2 separate regions of the Hordeum vulgare genome follow, and region 1 is linked to region 2. A link is a contact called in public Hi-C data. All regions are on one chromosome and are shown on one strand. The core of a region is the stretch at or near the end of the contact, and the rest is flanking DNA. Distances in the headings are between cores, read along the strand shown. Region 1 holds the start of LOC123426889 (lipoyl synthase, mitochondrial). Region 2 holds the start of LOC123426887.

Region 1 (4,787 bases), core at 1,496-3,995, 140 kb before region 2:
GCCAATATGCTTGCTTTAAAATATCCAGACTTACCATTTTATCCTTTACAATGCCAGCTCAGCCATAAGATAAATAAATTGAGTTTTGGAGAACCCTTTCCTGGTGTGATCAATCCCCTTGACGGGTAAATTCTATTTTGTTTGTAATGTTGTTGATTTCCTCATCCTTTTCTGTGTTTGAGAAAAATAGTTATCCCCTAAGAAAAAAATATGTTCATACTTGGCCAATGTGTAGGGCGCAATGGATCCAGCATTCATCATATGGAATGGCTCAATACTTTGTTAAGGTTTGTCTTCTCGGTCCTTGCAAAGCCAGCTCAACTTGCTTACTTCATTTCTCATTTGCTCTTAATTTTGTTAGATCCTTATTCAGTTATTCCTGTTACTTCCAACATGATTGTAGTCCGAACACATGATTATAATATTACCATGCTCTCCTTTTGCCCTCTTGTTTTCCAGGTTGTTCCCACTGTATACTCTCACATAAATGAGCAAATTATTCTCTCCAATCAGGTATCTTGTGACTTCATCCCTTGTGTGCACAAGCGTACTAACTTATGTGGATGCATTTATATCATTAGCATTTCTCAAGATGCTGTTATTCTTTGCTGTAGTTTTCTGTGACAGAACATTCCAGAAGTGGCGATAGTGGTCGGGTACAAGCTCTTCCTGGCGTGTTTTTCTTTTATGACCTTTCACCAATTAAGGTACCTTCTTGAAGTACTTGAATTTGGCATGACTATGCTCCATTCTGTTCTTTTCCATTAGTTCAGTTATCTGTTACGACATTTACTTATTGTCTTTATTATTCAGATGACAGAGGGATTTTTTTCCCTCGAGACCTTTAGTCATGCATTTTATATTGATATTTTTACAAGGCATCAGTCGGTATATTTGTATAACTTTAGCATACATGCCTTTAACAGGTCACGTTTACGGAGCGCCATGTCTCGTTCTTACACTTCTTAACTAATGTATGCGCTATTGTTGGAGGTAATATTTCCCTTGGTGCCTTTTTTCTTTAAACTAATTAGCTATTTCTGTTGAATCATACTCCCTTCTTAAAGAAATATAAGAGCATTTACATCACAGTACACCTTTTATGTTCATATGTTTACTGAACTGTTATGCTTCAGTTGAATATTTAATTAAGGCCATTCCTGATTCACGAGTAAAATATATGACCCTTTGCTAGCCATGTCCTGGAATTGGAAAACTATGAACTCAATCAATATAGCCAACATCCTTTCAGCAGTTCAACCAATGACCAAAGGCACATGTCCTCTTGTTTTACAGGTGTGTTCACTGTTTCTGGAATCATAGATTCGTTTGTCTACCATGGCCAGAGGGCAATCACTAAGAAGAGGGAACTCGGCAAATTCACCTGAGTTTTCAATCAAGCCTTCCTATTGCTGCAGTACCTCCTTTTGAATGACTCTAGTCTGTAGCTGCAGTAGAAAGAGTCTTCTCCGAAGTCCGAAAAGTGTACAACTGAACCAACAGGCCGGTATCTTTGTCACAGCTTGTGCTCTGGAACTCCTGGTGCGCTGCCTGCTTTCCGGCTGAAGCTGCCAGCATACAAAATGGCTTGTCTGCGATGTTCGTATATCGCTCAGGCAAATGGAACATTTCGGAGGTGCTCAATTTTTGTACACTTAAGTCCACAAGGACAAAGGTTTTGTCGTTCTAAACTGCAAGTTTTTGTATTTTTGTAAATCTGTGTAAGAGTGATGTAGACTGTACAATACTCATGACAGGTATTTTTCTTAGACATTTCGTAGCTCTTACAGGCCAGGTTAAAAAAAAACAAAAAAAACGTAAAGACCATTTGAAGGAAACTAACTTCAGTTTGTCAGGGTGTTTTTCGTAACTTATCTTCCTGGTAACCTTTTGAAGGTATTACTGTTGAAGAATATTGCTTTAGTCGTAGGTGCTTATCGTCATGTTTTGTAGTCGTGGTCTTGTTGACAGAAGACAGTGGTTACTCCACGTGCTCTACTATGACTAGCATAATGCTCATGCATTGCAATGGAGCCAAAAAAGAAAGTTGATAAGTAAGGCTAGTGGCTTAGCAGATCGTCGAAATAGTTATGTCCTTCACGGTTAAAAGAGAACGAAATGAGGAGAAGCGGTTTGCACGCGGCATGTGTTGGAGAATTTCAAGTGACCGTGTAAGAAAAAATATTGGATAGAGAAACTAAAGCCAAGAGGAAGGTCTTAGCTCTGTATTTGCTATCTGTGTTTTTTCAAAAGTGCCGGTCTCACATGTAAGTATGGAAGTAATAGTTACTCCCTCCGTACACAAATCTAAGATGTTTGGGATATTTCTATATGAACTACATATGTACTGAAATGAGCGAAGAGTCAAACTAAAATATGTCTACATACACAAATCTAGATCAGAAGGTAGAACCATTACTTGGATTGTGTCTACATGTTTGATCTTTTTGAGTTTTAACCTACGCTTTCTATCATGGACGACGATTGTTGTTGTGCTACGCTGATCTTGTGGAGCCTTAGCCCAACGACTTTCCGACTGTCTACTAAATTAAAGTTTGCCTGACTACGACGACGAAGGGACGATGACTATGGCGTGCCTTTGGCCTGTTACAATGTTTGTAGTCGTTGCTATGTGGTGCTGTAATCTTTGTTAGTTGTGGTATTTTTTATATGACAGATAATGGATGGATTGAATGCTCTTTCCAAAAATAAACAAGCATAACATGGACAATTCTCCATGATGAGAAGGCGCCCTTTGCTACTGAAAACGGCTTCTGGATATCTATGCTTCATCGGATCTCTCCGCACCAAACAAACGCCACCGTCTTCCCCACCTCTCCCGTCCCCGGTCCGGTCCACCAACCGCCTCTAGCCGCAACCATGCGCGGCCGCCGCCATCTGGCGGCCTCCCTGGCGAGGACCCTGTCCCAGGCCCCCTCCCGCTCCATCTCCTCCACCCCGTCCCTCCTCCAAACCCTCGACCCGACCCCGCAGTCCCCTCCCCTCGCCGCACCCGCGGCGGGGCGGCTCGCGGAGATGCGGAGGCGGCTGCAGGCGGAGACGCCGTCGCTGGGGGACTTCGCGTACTCGGTGGAGGTGGGGACGCGGAAGAAGCCTCTGCCCAAGCCCAAGTGGATGAAGGAGACGATCCCCGGCGGGGCCAAGTACGCGGCCATCAAGGCCAAGCTGCGGGAGCTGAAGCTGCACACCGTCTGCGAGGAGGCGCGCTGCCCCAACCTCGGCGAGTGCTGGTCGGGCGGCGAGACCGGAACAGCCACTGCCACCATCATGATCCTCGGTGACACCTGCACGCGCGGATGCAGGTAAAGAGATCAATCCTTTTCGTCTATTGCCTTGCCTGTATTGGGCAGGTGCGGGCAGCTGCTTAGGTTGTTTAGGCTGTGTACAGGGAAGCCCTAGATAACTTTGTATTTTAGGAGTAACATGAGCTTTATAATGATCCATATGATATCCATTTCCATGATTTTTGTATGTGCATATAGTTTTCTGTATGCTACATTGTACCTTGAGCAGGTAGATTGTGAGGGCAAATAGTTTGATTTTTAGCTTCTGGTGTATTTAAGTTGCCTTTGCCAAATCATGTGGATGTTTTAACGCTGCTAGTAATTTAGGAAGTGTTCGATTTTAGCTGTTGTGCAAGAGTAGATGCTTAGTGTGAAGCAACTCTATGGAGAACTGTACTCAGAAACTGCTTGCTCAGTTGCAATCTGAAGATCGAGTTGGAGTTCATAGCTTTTCAAGTTAATCAATGTATAAATAACTTTCTGAAAATGGTAAAGTTCACATGTTACTGCTTTAACCAACTAGACTTGCCCAAGTACACAATCGAATACCAGCTCCAGGAGAGGTTGCCATTTTCTGTTCACGAAACAAATGAAGGTTTTGGATTCGGCTAGTCAGTCATTCCCATAATTGTGTTTGCACTGCCGTGGAGTTTCTACAGATATTACTAGAGTTACAATAGGCGAGCAGGAGGTTGCTAACCTGTTATGACAGCCTACAAGATCCCACTAGTTCCCCTTGCCAACATAAAACATCGGCATTGGTCCCTGCCAGGGTCTTGAAATTTGTTGAGAAAGGACCACAATGGAATTTGTCCAGGATGTATCATACTGCAAGCCAGTTACTACAAGCTACAGAGAGTTTGCAGAGGAAAGGGAGTTTGAAAAAACAAGCAACTATTTGATGTTCATCGTACCATTAAAAATATTCAGTAGTTGGGAGGACCTTAGTAACATTTATTTCTTACTTTGAATTTGAACTCTGGTAGCAGCGTGACATGCAATTTTATATCTTCTGCTTACCCGGAGCATTCTTATGCGTCCTGTCTTGGCTAGAAAATTACGTGCTTCTTTGCACTCGGCTTGAGTTTTGATTTCCTTCAAGCTAGTTTTTCTCCAGAATTGTTTGGATCCCAAACAAATTTCTCATTCTGTTGCCAATTGTCAGGGGTGCTCATAAATAAGTGTTTGTTTCACTCTGTATCCTTAGGGCTTTGTGTGTCTTCTCAATGTTTATGTGCTATGATTGTGAGACAATATCTCCAGATTTTAACTGTAATAATTAGCTTTCTTAATAACGATGTGCCATGCTTGATTTTATGCTAAATTAATAGTGGAGAAAGCTTATCTTCTTGTATTGTCTGGATTAAGTGCTATTAAGTATGCAATCTATATTGAAAACAGTGAGGGTTTTGGTTGTGTAGGCTGTGGGCAAAGCTATGAACCAGTTCTGTTGGAGTTTCCTTTGAGTACCAATTTCAGATA
Region 2 (4,839 bases), core at 4-2,503:
CTGGCAACACCGACGTGTGCCTTCGTCCTCGATGCGCTCCTAGGCTTGGCAAGCCTGGCACGGCGCATCGCCAACATCGACTTCGTCCGTCTACGCATGTGTAGTGCTGGCAACACCTACGCGTGCCTTCATCCACGATGTGTCCCCAGGCTTGGCAAACCCGGTGCGACGCATCTCAACTACGTCGTCTTCTCGGCGCACCACTACTTCAATACCACCGCGTCCATGACTAACTCGGCGCCTCCTTGCGCCCGCGGCTCCACGGCGACTTCCTCGACACCGGCTACCCCGACTCGCCATCGACTACGACATTCTTCGCACGGCTGCCTCGACCACGTCTACACCACCCTACGCTCTCGGCTACCTCGACATCGACACAAAGGGCTATCACCTCGTTTGAGCATCTCATTGGCTTCATCTACAATCCACACGTCCACGATGCGACACCGTCCCCGACGCTCCCGCTGCGACTACAGGGGGATGTCAGCGCGTCGGCTGTTATTCTCTCCAGTCAGACCATCCACGACGCTCCTGTTGTTCGCAACGCTACCGCTATGACGGCGGGGGATGTTAGAGATATATTTGATGTACATGTATTTGATAGTCTAGGATTTGTAATCGTCTCCACCTTATCTCTAGGAGAGGCTTCTTGTCCTTCAAGTCTTATTTCCAATATATACTCGCCCATAAGGCTCAATAATATATCTATCATACTCAACAATTATTTCACCAACCCCTGGATTCCCTTTCAACATGCCTCACGTAGAAGTTTTGCGCAGGCTGTGAGGCCCTGAGCCCCTGACTAGCATCAGCGTGGTGGCTTTGCTTGAGCAAGCGTCAATTACCTCTCGTTTTCACCGGGTGTCCTGGTCACTCTGTCCTCTCAGTGGCAGATCGTAGCTTTGCACGGTGGGACGGTGAGTTTGGACGGAATGGCGATGCACGTGCCCACCGGCCCTCGCCAAGGCGAAGGATCCCCTACACCCGCGCACCGATCACCTCCCAGCGCTCAACAACCCACCGTGCAGCACGTACCCCCAACTGGGCACACAGCCGGCCGGCACTCAGATCCCCGGATCTCCTGCTCCCCCGGTCTCCCGTTCCGCTCTGACCCGAGACCCACCGACAAGTGGCTCCATAGATTTCCTGGCCTATATGTCAGCGACGGCGACGTGACTGTTCCGTGACGCGGACGGGAAATGGACGGGCACTACTCCTACTACTAGTACTCCGTGGTACCCCACGCCACGCAGCAGCAGCAGCAGCACCTCGAGGACCCAAACCCGACTACCCGAGCGAGAAGCGGTGACGATAGAGCACGGGGGGCAGCACAGCTCGGGAGCAATGGAGAGGGCGACGCCGGTGCGGAGCCCGCACACCTCGACGGCCGACCTGCTCACGTGGTCGGCCACGGGCGCCGGCGCCCCCTCCGCCTCGCCGGCCGCCCCGTCCCGCCCCAGTCTCAAGGTAAAGCAGCGTGCGCCGGGGCTCTGCCTCGCCGTGGTACCGCGCGTGCACAGAGCCCTTCTGCCGCCCCCTCCGTGCGACGCGGCTGACTTGGTGCTTCACTGCTGATGTTTCTTGTTTGTGCAGCCGGCTGGGGGGATCACGCCGGCCATGTTCGGCGCGCCGGTGAGCGAGCACGACGCCGAGGATCTGAGCAACAGGTGAGATCTGGGGCCTCCCCATGCCGCATTCCGCCCTGATCTGCTCGATCTGTGGTTTCCTACCGCGTCTTTGATTTGGTTACGCTGATCCGATCTAGTTGTAATGTATGCTCTGCTTGTATGTTATGGGGTTTGACCATTCGATGCCTCGAGCTTACAGCGATTTGCTGGACTGCTCTGCTTTTAGCAACGGGCAGAGCAGTCGCTCTCAGACGATTGGTTCGTCAGAGGACGCACTATGTAAACATGCGACGCTGCTTCAGTCCAAATTTGTGGTGTTACCGTATTATAGTAAACTTATTTCGCGATTGTGCTAGGATCCAAACTGCACCCATACTCGTAATGACGCCTTAAACTTATTTGAGCGATGCAAATGGCAATTTTTTGATTCAAAATTTGAAATCCTGGCCTCACCGCCAAGGTTGAAAAGTAAAAACATAGAAATTAGCTGAATTTGCGGAGTCATGCAGCGCTTGACTGTCTGGTACTGGCTTGCCACATGTGGTCGTGGCTATGTCAGTGCCCAGTCTATTTTCTGTTATTAGTACTCGTAATTTTTGAAAAGTTCAATCCTGTCAATTCTCTGGAGTGTTGGTTCTTTATTTCTTTAACGTTGTGTTATGAATACCAGTTTGTCAGTTCTGCAATAATCTGGTGGAGTGCTTACCATGGCAACCAAATTAAAACCACAGTGGATACTCTAAGTTCGTCTTTTCCTGTGAGCATTGCTTTCGAAATTTATCAGTTGCATGTGTTGAAGGTTCTGCACAAAATTACCTAGGCTTGCATTGCATGACAAGAGTTATATTTTTGTTTCCTAAATATATTGTACTAATTGAAATTTTCGAATACGAAATGAATTTCCTAATGTAGTGATTGGCTGATTGCTATCGTCCGAGTGATAACTTGAAAGTACCAATATTCGTGTGTTTGGTGGTATGTGATGCGTCTCTGTTTTGGCTTCATTGGTTTATAAGCCATAGAATGAAGTCTCATAAGCAACTGTTTTGCTTGCAGTGGTAAAGGAATTAGTCAGGCAATTCTTACTTATGCATGTCATAGTTTTTTTTTTCTTCCAGAAAAGATGTATGTTATAGTTGCTTGAAAGTAAGATACTGAACTCTTCCCAAGTGTCTAACCTTGTTGGTTTGTTATAGTGAAAGGAGACTGATGTCCGGTTCAAAGATGAAGGAAATGACTGGGAGTGGGATATTTGCTGAAAAGAGTGAGAATAGTGATTCAGAGTCTTCAAATCCTGCAAACAGAACTTCTGTGAGGATGTATCAGGTACTTAACATGCTTATAAACATGTCCTTATCTCCCCACTTGGTTGGCGTATACTCACTCAATATCACAAACATGTCGTTTTGGTTATGGACACGGTCTTCATGATTTACCTATGACCACTAATTTTTACTATAGTATTAAATATAATACAATTTTTATGAATATACTTTTCAAGGCAAATATAAACATACGATTTACAGGTCCCCAATCTATATTTGAGACAATTTTTATTACCAAAGTTTTAAAAGCTTGACCTACGACATGTATTTGTGATATGTAGGGTGTATCTGTTTCTCCGCTTGGTATTATTGTGATGGCTCCTTGCGCTATTAATATTTGTATGTGTTGATGTATAGTCACTCTTTCCTTGATAGAGTACTAAGTTAAGGCATACTTTGTGCATTTTCTGTTAACACAAACTGCTATTTGGTATTTGAGACTTGAAAAAATGCACTTAATGGACCTCTGCACATGTCTTGTCATGTCAAGTTTTAGTTTCTGTACTTTCGTATTTGGAATCTTCAACAGATGTTGATTGTTTTTCCTTTCTTTTTTATGGAGATGAACTAAATCTCAAACTCTGATTTCTTCTGACAACATCAGTCGCTAATGCACCTTTTCATTACAGCAAACTGTAACTGGAGTAAGTCAGATCTCATTTAGCGCAGATGGAAGCGTTTCTCCAAAGAAGCCATCCTCACTGCCTGAGGTGGCTAAGCAGCGAGAGCTTAGTGGCACATTCGAGACTGATGCTGAAGCTAAAATTAATAAGCAGCTTTCTGAAGCCAAGAACAAGGAGCTCAGCGGAAGCAATATCTTTGGTCCACCTCCTGAGACCCCTGCAAGGCCACTAGCTGCTCGTAATATGGAGCTACAAGGAAACGTAGATTTTGCACTTCCACAACGAAGAAGCGTGCACACATCAGTGAAAGTATCCAATGTAAGTTACCTGATACTATTGCCTTCCTGTTGACATCGTTGATATTATGTTAATCACAGAATACCAAAGTATCCAATTTGCATTCTTTGATATTATGTGAATCACATGCTTCTGTTTCTTGCTTGCTAGATGCTACATTGTATTCCGAAAAAAAAAGATGCTACATTGTATTCCGAAAAAAAAAGATGCTACATTGTAACTAGTGGTGGAGCTTAGTGCAGGCAAAAGGGGGACATGCACCCTCCAATGCTTTACTAACACAAAGACATCACAACATAATTCATGAATTTTCTGCTTTGTGTGTTTAATTTGTAATCTCTTGAGGCTGCCCCCTCTGTGATTAGTGTGAAGCCCTGCCACCGACTGTCGTCTGGTCACTTCAATTCAAACAAACCGTTGGAAGCCACTTCTAGCTTGACCTTATAAGCATGTTTAGATTCAGTTGCATTTCACCAACTAGGCAGCTACTGGCCTACTCGTAATTAGTGACCGATGTCTGCATAGGGAGAAAAGCATGTCAATTTTTTTGATACTTTTGGTTATATGACAATATTTTCATGATGGTACTTACCTGTTAGCATAAATATCCTACCTCTGCATTTGCATGACTTGAAATTCCTTTTGTAGCCTGCTGGAGGTCCAAGCAACATCACGTTCAGTGAGGATCCTGTAACGAAGACAGCAAAGAAAATTCACAACCAGAAGTTCCAAGAGCTGACAGGCAATAACATCTTTAACGAGGATGCTCCTCCTGGCTCAGCTGACAAGTCTCTGAGCTCAGCAAAGCTTAAGGAGATGAGCGGCAATGACATATTCTCCGATGGAAAGGCGTCTTCGCGAGACTACCTCGGCGGTGTCCGGAAGCCCCCTGGTGGCGAGAGCAGCATTGCACTCATCTAATTATGGTAGACTGCTCTAGTCGGGACTGGCTAGTACGTCCTCCTC

The links. A called contact is a pair of places that touch in the nucleus more often than the background predicts.
Region 1: a Hi-C map of seedling shows a contact between it and region 2, with 2.9 times the contacts expected there. The contact joins the promoter of LOC123426889 here to the promoter of LOC123426887 in region 2. A contact is called at or near these places in 2 of 6 Hi-C or Micro-C datasets (leaf and seedling).

The regions. Positions count from the first base shown.
Region 1 is chr2H:507,020,516-507,025,302 of MorexV3_pseudomolecules_assembly, reverse strand. LOC123426889 (lipoyl synthase, mitochondrial) reads left to right here and starts at 2,745. Exons shown (of 4, transcript XM_045110790.1): 1 at 2,745-3,323. The coding sequence starts at 2,785. LOC123426890 (endoplasmic reticulum-Golgi intermediate compartment protein 3-like) reads left to right here. Exons shown (of 13, transcript XM_045110792.1): 8 at 58-125; 9 at 236-287; 10 at 460-513; 11 at 615-707; 12 at 927-993; 13 at 1,297-1,850. The coding sequence ends at 1,388.
Region 2 is chr2H:506,879,793-506,884,631 of MorexV3_pseudomolecules_assembly, reverse strand. LOC123426887 reads left to right here and starts at 1,253. Exons shown (of 5, transcript XM_045110789.1): 1 at 1,253-1,467; 2 at 1,594-1,667; 3 at 2,825-2,954; 4 at 3,583-3,894; 5 at 4,522-4,839. The coding sequence starts at 1,345. The coding sequence ends at 4,794.